Linked DNA regions of Gossypium hirsutum: all the other regions are linked to region 2. A link is a contact called in public Hi-C data. All regions are on one chromosome and are shown on one strand. The core of a region is the stretch at or near the end of the contact, and the rest is flanking DNA. Distances in the headings are between cores, read along the strand shown. Region 1 holds the start of LOC107945645 (COP9 signalosome complex subunit 1). Region 2 holds the start of LOC107923650 (UDP-galactose/UDP-glucose transporter 2). Region 3 has its middle 26 kb from the start of LOC107935160.

The links. A called contact is a pair of places that touch in the nucleus more often than the background predicts.
Region 1: a contact with region 2 is called in a Hi-C map of leaf, with 2.2 times the contacts expected there. The contact joins the promoter of LOC107945645 here to the promoter of LOC107923650 in region 2. A contact is called at or near these places in 2 of 34 Hi-C or Micro-C datasets (both in leaf).
Region 3: a contact with region 2 is called in a Hi-C map of leaf, with 2.8 times the contacts expected there. The contact joins the enhancer-like site here to the promoter of LOC107923650 in region 2. A contact is called at or near these places in 3 of 34 Hi-C or Micro-C datasets (all in leaf).

What each region holds. Positions count from the first base shown.
Region 1 is chrA12:79,626,891-79,630,453 of Gossypium_hirsutum_v2.1, reverse strand. LOC107945645 (COP9 signalosome complex subunit 1) reads right to left here and starts at 1,471. Exons shown (of 6, transcript XM_016879726.2): 1 at 903-1,471; 2 at 497-817. The coding sequence starts at 1,322.
Region 2 is chrA12:79,368,719-79,372,284 of Gossypium_hirsutum_v2.1, reverse strand. LOC107923650 (UDP-galactose/UDP-glucose transporter 2) reads left to right here and starts at 1,507. Exons shown (of 7, transcript XM_016853836.2): 1 at 1,507-2,200; 2 at 2,444-2,472; 3 at 3,173-3,374. The coding sequence starts at 2,075.
Region 3 is chrA12:79,758,477-79,761,915 of Gossypium_hirsutum_v2.1, reverse strand. No RefSeq gene overlaps it. Among protein-coding and RNA genes, the nearest start is that of LOC107935160, 26 kb to the left of the region's middle. Within about 2 kb of position 1,680, at least 2 of the 9 cell types and tissues checked have an H3K27ac peak or open chromatin away from gene starts, as enhancers often do. A contact at or near this core is called in leaf, where this site is marked.

The DNA of each region.
Region 1 (3,563 bases), core at 222-2,721, 260 kb before region 2:
AAAGGCAGCAAAACTTGACCCTCAAGGCACACAACCATTGTACTGCATTACCATCAAAGCATATAATACTGATTTTCTCATATCAAACTAGCCAAGTCTCATAAGTTCTCTTCCATAATCTTACAACACAGAACAAAACTAAAAGAAGATTTCAGACTTCATTGTAGGAAAGCGGTGTGCGACGCCATGCCTATCAGATTGTTTGAACTTGGTCCTTAAAGTTACTAGGCTCAAGCTCAAGTCTGTATTCATTTTGAATTTATAGCACAAAATAGCTTTTGAACTTAAATACAAGTCACTAGACAATAAATAGGTAAATGGCGAGAATTTGACTGGTTCAATTATAACGTGTGAATAACCACCCATTTTCAGAGATACATGCCTATGCAAAAGCCAAATGAATCATAAATACCACAATTATCTTCTACACTATTCAGCCATACACGAACACAAGCAGAAAAAACAAGCCATCACAACAAGTTATAAGTAGACAAACCTTACGAGCTGCAAGCTTGTACTTCTTAGCCTCCAAATGAGCCAACCCGGCAGCACAACATAGCTTAGCAACAGTTGGGGGATCAAGTGCTTCAGGTGTTTGCTCAGCTTTACTAACGTAGCTAGTCACATTACTAAATTGAACCATTTCAATGCTCACAAGAATTGCATTCAAACACATCTGAATAATATGCTTCGACGTAGTACAATAATCGCGAGTTCGAACATAGCTTTTAAAAGCATCCCCCAATGCACCATGAGCATAGTAAAAATCACCAAAATCATTGTATCCCATTCTTATACTTTCTTTAATTAAATTCGTCTGCAAATAAATAAAAAATAAATAAACAAGGATCAAACTAGCCTTAATTAAAAAGTTTTTATTCAATTGAAATAATTTAATTTACCCTATAAGCATTGAGTTCACTTTCGAGCTTTTCTTTCCTCTGCTCAGCTTTCCGCTCAATCGTAGAGCACCATGCAGCATCCATCGCATAATTAGGACCCAATCGACCGTCGATCTTCTGAACTACTTCACGGTAAAGATGGGTGTTTTCTCCCCTTTTGATTTCATCATAAGCCATCCTAAGGGCTTCCAATTGCATACCGGGATTGTCGCAGTGGTTGGCAATGAACATGAGGCGCTTGATCTTAGTTCGGCCAGTGTAAAGCCCAGCGTAAGCCTCGATATCTAGCGGTTCGCCGCTTACGATTGGCCGGTTCTTCCGCCTCGATGTAGAAGTTAACGGCGATCCGTCGACACCTCCGGTTCCATTTGCCTGCATCTCCTCCATCATTGGATTTGAAGCGCCCTCTATGCCATCCATTGCGAAGGAAAAAAAATAAAGAACCAAAAAATTGAAAGGGGGATTTTAGGGTTAGGATTTGTGTGAAATAATTTTGGATTTTTTTTACACAGTAGCAGTGATGAAGAAGGGATTCGCTGGCACGTGACATCTTTAACAGCTAGCTTGCCGACGTAACAACTACGTTTAAACCGGTTACGGTTAATAGACTTATTCACAAGCTAGTGTAATTAAAACAATATATATATATTCATTTTTATATTATAAAAATAAAAATTAATTTAATTCGATTTAGTTTGGCTCGGATAATTACAGTATTTTAATTTATAATTGGAAAACAAACCTTTCAACTAGACCGAATCAAAATCAAACCGAACATCATTATAATTCAAATCAATTTTTTATTTTCTCGATTCTTTTAAATGTCTTTTGTAATTACATTATGTGCTATCAAGCATCACATATAAATTTAAAAGGGTTAAATCACTATATGAAGCTCGAACTAGACAATTATTCTCACATTGGGGCTTAAACTTTTTTTACGAAGTTAATCCTTAAATTTGACAATTTCTCATATTGGGGCTTGAACTTGACAATTGTTTTCACATTAGGATATGAAATTCAGGGCTTTCAAGAAAATATCAGGGACTAACTTCTTGGATCTAAAAAGAGTTTAAGCCCAAATGTAAGTACAATTATCAAATTTAGAGGTTAACTTAAATAATAATAATAATAAAGTCAAACCCTAATACGAGAATAATTGCCAAGCTCAAACAATAATTTAACTTAATTTAAGTGTTATACTATTATATTGTATATGAGAAGCCATTAACATAGAGGCCCAACACTACAACCCCCCCAACCTACCTAAACTATGGTGACATAATCCACATGCCGCTTCACTCAAGGAGTCTCACCCTTAGAGTTTAACCTCAAGAAGCTTCGCCCTGTAAACGCAAACATCACATCTCCGATATTAGGGACGAAGCTAGAGGGCCCTCCCAATGAAAATTGCATTTTTAGTCTCTTGAGTATTTAAAGTTTTAAATTAATTTAATGTAAAATTGCATTTGAACTCTTAAAATTTAAGATTCAATTATACTCTCTTTTACAAACAAAAAGTTAATAATTTAATCCCTTGAAAATTTTAAAATTTTACATTAATGCAATGAAGAAATTATATTTTTAGCTCTCTCAAAAATTTATAATTCATATTTAGTTTCTTCAAAAAAAATTATGGCTTTACCCTATTCGAAATCAATATAATCTGAAGGAAATATATGAGAAAGAACCCTAAAGACTCCCATCAATCACCACAACCAACAATTCCCTATATGGTTTCCCCAAAATCGCATCTGATTGCACCCTATGTTAACACCCACAACCCTACCATGGAAACTGGCTGTTATTTTCCTATAAATACTTCAAATGGAAGAGAAGAAAATACATATTGGATTTCAATCTCTCTTTCATTATTTGTTTAGCTCTCAAAGAATAACGGTTCTCTGAACCTCTCATAACAAGAACTGACATTATATTAATAGCTCTCCATATCTTTAATAATATGAACCACAATTACAAAAAACATCAAATTTATGTATTATAACAAAAATTAATTACACTCTATTAACTAAATACGAATAATCTAATTACGAAGGGAATTTCATGATGGAAAAAGATGAATGATGAACTTAGCATTTCAATCCACATTTAATTTTGACTTGAATCAACACCTAGCAAACAACCTTCAATGGATAATGTAATAAATATTGAACTGTGTCATCAGTTGAAACGTGTTGGTGTCCGAGGTATCCTCATTTTTGGTCCACAAAACTGAGCTGACTCAGTGCCAGGCAAGAGAGATTCGAGTCTTGGTCAATCCAAGACAAAGGTGGTGAACAATATGAGTATGGAACATAATAATACATGACATTATGCCCAAACATAAACAATTTGGTTCCTTTTTTTCAAATAAACAAACCAAAAAGCGAAATCTAGTTTATTGCCTGTTTCTTTTCATTTGTTTAGTTTAGTGGTAGAGACGAAAATTAGGTAGGGATTGGCTGATTTCATCTATTGTTGTGAAAGCAACCTTTTATCCTCTTAGGTTTTTGATTTTTAGATTCTCAAATGATATATATATATAGTTCATATGCAGTGACGTTTTCAATGAAATATGTATTCAATCAATTTGGTACAAAGCTTGGAGGCGAAGAAAGGGTAATACAATATACACTAGGTTTTATTTTGTAATTAGTAAAA
Region 2 (3,566 bases), core at 258-2,757:
ACTTTAATACTACCTTAATGACACTCCTTAAATATTTATAAAAATATTTACAGCTTGGTTTATAGAAATGAGGTCTCGATACCTCATTTTCTAAACTGCTTGACCTAATAAATTCTTATAAAACACAAATTACTAATGCAAAAATCTTTCTAAAATCACATTTGACTTGCAAATACTAAATAATAAAATTTACGAGCTTACTCGTTAGATTTGATGGTCTCGAACCACTATTTTTCGACACTACTAAAAATTAGGTTATTAAAAAAGTGACTATTTTTATAGTTTACCTAATATTATATTATTCAATCGAATAATTATTTTAATTTTAAGCTAAAAATTATAAATTATTATAACTTTTACATCCATTTATTAATTATATCGAGGCAATATTACTAATATATATATATGGATGACGTTTATTGTGCATGAAAACCCAATTATTTATTACTCTCTTCCCACCGTTACATTTATAAATGAAAAACGTTAATAAGGGAGCCTTTTTGTTTTCACGTGTTATGTTTGGGTTTTTAATTGTAAGCACTAATTTATTTCCCGTTTTAAATTCGAATTTTATGAATAAAAAAATTAATTGTGTAAGAACTTTATTTCTTGTTTAAGGGTTTAATCTTGTTCGACTCTAATACATGGGTTGGCATTTGGGGCTAATTAGCCCAACCTCTAAAATATAAAATTTTAATTTAATATATGATAAGATTATAGTTTAACCTTAAAAGATAAAAATTATAAATATATAAATTATTAAAATTTTGAAATTACATTTTTAGTTTTCATAAAAATATACAACTATATCCTAATCCTCCTGAATTTTTTTTTGATATAATGCCTACAACTACCTATAGCATTTCTCTAACCCATAAATAGAAAGGTAATACGCTTCAACACATTCAAGCTCATATTCTCCTACATTGACAATAATACTCATATTAATTAAGTTAATATTCAATCGACACGTTATTATTATTATTATACTTAAAAAGAGAATCAAAAGTTTAGGTTTGTATGTACAAATAATTTCTCAAAAAGGAATGGAGAAATAAAGAAATTATTACATGTATTTAGGTTAAATTAAAAAGATGATAATTATCTCATTGATAAGTGAAATATATCATAATTTCTTAATTTTGGTCATAAAATTTGAAGGAAAAAAAATCATTACCACCAATCATAATCCATAGATTAATTCCTAACATTTCTCCACAATTTTCTAATGATAATTTAGGTAAGAGACATAAATAATAATTTCGATACTATTAGATATGTTTCAATCACACATAATTCCAAATATTATCACTTCACTTTATGAAAACTTATAAATTAATCCTTCTATTTTAATTTTTCAAAATTTAATTTCTATACTTTATGAAAACTAAAATATTAATCCGATTTCTGAGAATAAAGTTAAAATATACTTTTAGTCCCTATACTTGTACAAAATTCAAGATTTAATTCTTGTATATATGACATGGTATGTAACTTACAAAATCTACCAAAAATGATAATGATTAGATTAAAATTTTAAATTTTAAAATACAAAAGCCAAATCTCAAATTCTAACCCTTACTTAACTACTTATATTTACTAATTCCTTTCATTAATAATGTGATTTAAAAATGTTATTCAATTAACTTATCAATAAAATTTAAAATTAGCCGTTAATAAAGAATGAAGTTTGGCCGTAAATGGCAAGTTAGTCCTTGAATTTTCCAACTCATATAAAAATTTTCTTGGGAAAACGCGCATAGGAGATACAAATTCCACCCTTTCAAGTTTTCTTCTTCTCCCTCTCTCTCTCTCTCTCTCTCTCTCTCTCTCTTTGCTCTGTTTTTTCTCTGTTTGTATCAAAAAAATCCATAAAACAGAGCACTTAAACATAACCAAATCATTACCAAAAGTCAACAACAACATGCAATAGAAGTTATATTTAAAGGGTTTTTTTTTCTTATAAACATGGTTGATCCAACTTAATTTTCATATCTTTAATTAAATTGACTGCTTCTTTTTGTTTTTGCCCTTAAGTTACCAAATTGAGTGAAAAAAAAAACAGAGACAGCAAATGAAAAACGAAGAACAAGCACGTTTCTTGTTTGGGATTTCACTCTCTGATTTACCTAAATGGAAACAGTTTCTTATTTGTTCTTCTGGGTTCTTCTTTGGTTACCTTGTTAATGGCGTTTGTGAGGTATTTTTTTATTTTTCTTTTTGTTTATGTGAATTCTGCGGGAAAAGCCTGGGAAAAAAAAAGGAAAAGTCTTGGTGTTGGATTTTGTCTTTTTGTTGAAGAGATATATGAGGCACTCAAATGTAGAAGTCTAAATGATTGAGTTGATTCCTTTTTCTTTTCTTTTTATTTTCTTAGCAACCAAACAGAGCTTAATGCATGATCTAGTAATGGTGGTGACTAATTATTTTTGCTACTTTTCAGGAATATGTATACAACAGACTCCAGTTCAGGTAATTGCAATTGTTTTTCTTCAAAGGGGCGGCTTCTATTTAGGGAGGTTTACTTCTTTCGAAGAAGATTGATGACTGTCAATATTATCTCTGAATTGAGTTGAGGTTTTATCTTCGAAAAAAAATTCGAATGTCTGAAGAGGTCAATTTAGTACGGGTTCACGAAGTGGGAGTCACTCACCACACATGATCACCCATCAAAGGAGAGGGTGGGTTTGAATCCCCAACCTATAGGACATAGTTCACTAGAGGGGAACATAGTATTCAAGGACAAAATTTGACTTGTTGTAGAATTTGTCAACTCCAAATTGACAAACCTTTTAAACGAGTCATTATTGTCTTTGGATTAGGTCGAGGTTTTGTTATTAGACTCGCCAGAAAGCCCAAGTGCTTGAAAAAGGCTATCTGTATGTGTGTTCACAGCGCGAAAGTGCATCACCAACTCGGTTTGTGCATGATGCAAATGGTGGCAATTTACTATTAGCAGGGTTTGAAACCCCAACCTATAGGATATAGGTCATTAGAGGGGAGACATGGTATTTAATGACAATACCAACTCGTTGAGAAGTCTGTTAACTCTGGACTGATGACAATTCGTAGATCTTTCTAGAAAAAACCAACCTATGTTAATTTCTTTATCACTGGTTTGATCAAATTTTTTTGTTGGTCAAGTAATGATGTTGTTTTCATTGTGTTTCAGCTATGGGTGGTACTTCACATTTGTTCAAGGATTTGTATATCTCTTCCTAATTTATCTTCAAGGTTTCACCCCAAAACAAATGGTGAATCCATGGAAGACTTATGTGAAACTCTCTGCAGTTCTTATGGGTTCTCATGGGCTCACAAAAGGGTCTTTGGCTTTTCTTAATTACCCTGCTCAGCTCATGTTCAAATCCACCAAGGTAAATACACACCATATTCATGCATTAATGTTTTAGGGTTAATTTAACCAGATGTCCTCAAACTATTCTTCATATTTTGAATTGACCCTGAACTCTTAGCACCATTAGTTGCATCCTTAGAGTATTGGTTTGGACTTTAGCCATCAACTCGGGTGTTAAATGTCAACTCAAGTATGATGTTGAACATATTTA
Region 3 (3,439 bases), core at 431-2,930, 390 kb before region 2:
TTCATTGTATGTTTTGATTATATCTGTTCTTTTTGGCATAAGGTTTAAAATTAAACATAGTCTCTTCCCAATCCATAAACATAAGGATAATACACTTCAGCACATTGAAACTCACATTTTCTTATATTGACAATAATATTAATACCAATCGAACTAAAGACTCAATCGACATATACATTTACATATATATATATAATTACAATATTAACAATGATATTCTCGTAATTCATGCATGGTCGGCAATGGAAGGAGGAATTTGAGCATGCAAAACATTTTCTTTAACTAAAATAATATAATATGTAAAAAAGAAGAAGCAGCAAAGTTCTGTATAAAGATTGATACATCCTACCAACTTTTGGGTTTGATGTGGTCGGCAGCTATGAACTTTATTATTTCTACATTAATGAAGTTCACACCGCCAAGATTTTGATAATGATACTTTTATTATTGGATTCAACATTAATGGTTGAGATGATTTAGTTTTTGATGATTTATATTTTTTATTTTTATAATATTTGTGCTATTGTCATCATCATTGTTATCAGTTAATTATTAAAAAATTAAAAATTAAATGATTATTTTATAAATTGTTATAATTTAAAAAATTCATTTAATAATAATGAAAATTTCTGCAAACGATTTCGGTTCATTTAACATAATTTAATGAGAAATCATACCTTTAATGCAGTAAAGAAATAAATAATAATAAAAAGTCATTTAACTCTATTTTAAAATTATTAAAACGTTGAAAAAAATATTTTTTCAGAAAAATAACAGCAGACCAGCCTGCCATTGCCGCAAAACATGTTCTTAAATGCCGACTGTCCACTAATTTTCCTTTATAAATTGATAATTTGTAATTTAAAAAATTTTCAAAATTTTATTATAAAAATATTTATATTAAGAGTTAGATTTTATTTTGTTTTAAATGTATTTTTTGATGATGTTACTGGTTGGGCCATGCCAAGAAAAGAAATGGTGTAATCTGTTTACTTTTATTCTTTATCTATAAAAAAAATAATAAGTTGATTCTCCTGTTTAAAATTTCATTCAATTTTACTGTTTAAAATTGGTATTTGTACACTAGTATGAGGTAAATGTGGTATTTCACGTGTCACTATTTGATTATTTCGTCAATCGTGCTAATTTTTAATAGAAAAAATTAATTCAATCTTTGATTTAATGTACAATAACTGATTTGTTCACTTTTTACTATAGAGAACAAAATGCAATTTGACTCATCGTATAAGGGTCTTCATGTATTTTTACCAATAAACTATCAATCTCATACTCGCACAAATTACTTTATACAATATAAAGGATTTTTTATTTACTTAAAAATTAATCTTTTTTAGAAATATTATGAGAAAAACTTCTGAAAATTTACCAAATAATGTCTAAAGGTTATAAAATAAAGTTCATTTTGTTAAAATAAGTCCAAAAAAATTAAAACTGAAATTAATATGGAAAAAATAAGAATTAAACTGAATTTTCATAAATAATTCAAAAAATTTCAGATTGAACCAAATCAAACTCACTCTTACCACAAATATCAAAAGAAATAAATTGATAATATGTAAGCCATTAAATCTATTACAACATTACAAGAGGCCCAAAACATTCCAAACTTGTTTGTTGGTCCAACCCCAAACTCAGCCCAATGGTCATACATTCTTAAACCTAAAGGATCAAAGTTTACAAAGGATTTGTTGGGGGTTAAACATTGCTTACTGGACCAAACTCCATGGTGTTGTTAACCCAATGCTTCAACTCCGAAATTGTTAGCATACAAGAACCATAACTCCATCAACGATAATAATGACTAATTTCTTTATCGAAGATATATTTATTTTTCTTAAATTTTATAAAAATAACATATCAAGTCTAAAAACTCTATACACAATGAAATGATAAAAGATTCGTATTTAAATTTTTAGTTAACATTAATTTCAAATTTGACGCTTTAAATAAAATCTAAAAACTAAGTAAAATTGTAAATTTTAATGAAATAATTTTTTTCTTAGTTGCCAAATTGCTCATTAGTACAGAAATATTTGTACCAATATTTGGCCTTTTATGGTGACATCAATAGATGTATTTGTAATAGACATGCAATGCTGCTGCATGTGAATATTATTGTACGATTGAATGGAAGGGGAAAATAATAGTAACAGGCTTTTTTGACTCCCACCAAATGAACATATGATCTGATTTTTGGCTTCTCATCTCTCATAATTTGGCCACCAGATTGCTCAAATTTCTTCCACATTTTCTAAATTATCCCATTAATTAAATTTAAAAGTTGATCTAAAATTTGGATAGAAATATTAAAGTTGATCTAAAATTTGGATAGAAATATTAAACTCGAAAAATGAGATTAGATAAAAAAAATTAAACTTGTTTAAATATGGGCTAAGCTTGAGTTCCAATATGCAAAACTCAAACTTGATTCATTTTTAAGTTTACAATATGTTAATTTTTTATTTTTTTATTTATATTTTTATAATTCATATCATATGAAAAATTAAATAAACTATCTATAACGTAAATATTCAAAAAAAAATTAGTTTTTTAGGTTGATAAATTGAATTATATATAATAGTAGTATAAGGAATATATATGGCTTTTTTACCCACAACAATACAAATAAAAAAGAAAACTCAAATGGTATGCTAATGAAATTATTTATCAAAATGATACATTTACTATAGTGTTCTGTCGGTACCATCAAACAAATTGGCGGCACCAGACTAAAATATAATGACCTAAAATATATAGGGACTTGATATGTAAATTTCCTGTTGAAACCATTTTTGACATTAAAAAAAGGGGATCGACTTTTTGAAAACCAAATGTGGAGTCGCCATCAATTTTTTCATTTAAGTGTGATTGGGTCACCTAGTAAAACATTTTGTTTTATTTAAATCGATTTTGGCCTACGTAAATTTGAGAAAACGGGTTCGGGAGTCGGTTACGTATGAAGAAGGATTAGCACCCTCACTACGCCCAAAATTGGTACGAAATTGATTAAGTACTGTCCTTATGTCTAAGATTTAAAGCTATTTTTGAAATATGGTTCCTTTTAAAACATTTGAATGGCTTAAGTTAGTCGTCAAAATTCTCTTGTTTCGAAGGTATACAGCATCACATCCAGCGCGATAGGACAAGATCCTTTATACCCTCGAAAACACGATAAATTCTTGACTTCCAAAAGTTTATATGTTGAAAATTACAAAAGGATGTCCGATTATTTAGTCCAACGAAAAATCGAAACCCAGCACGGCAAGGCACGATTCCTCGAATTTCCAAACATTGGACATTGCCTTGCTTTAGAATTTTTAAAACAAGAGGGAAATTCTAAAGGAATATTCAATTATTTTGAACAAACAGAAAATCGAAACCCAATACAATAGGGCACGATTCCCCGATAACCCAGTAC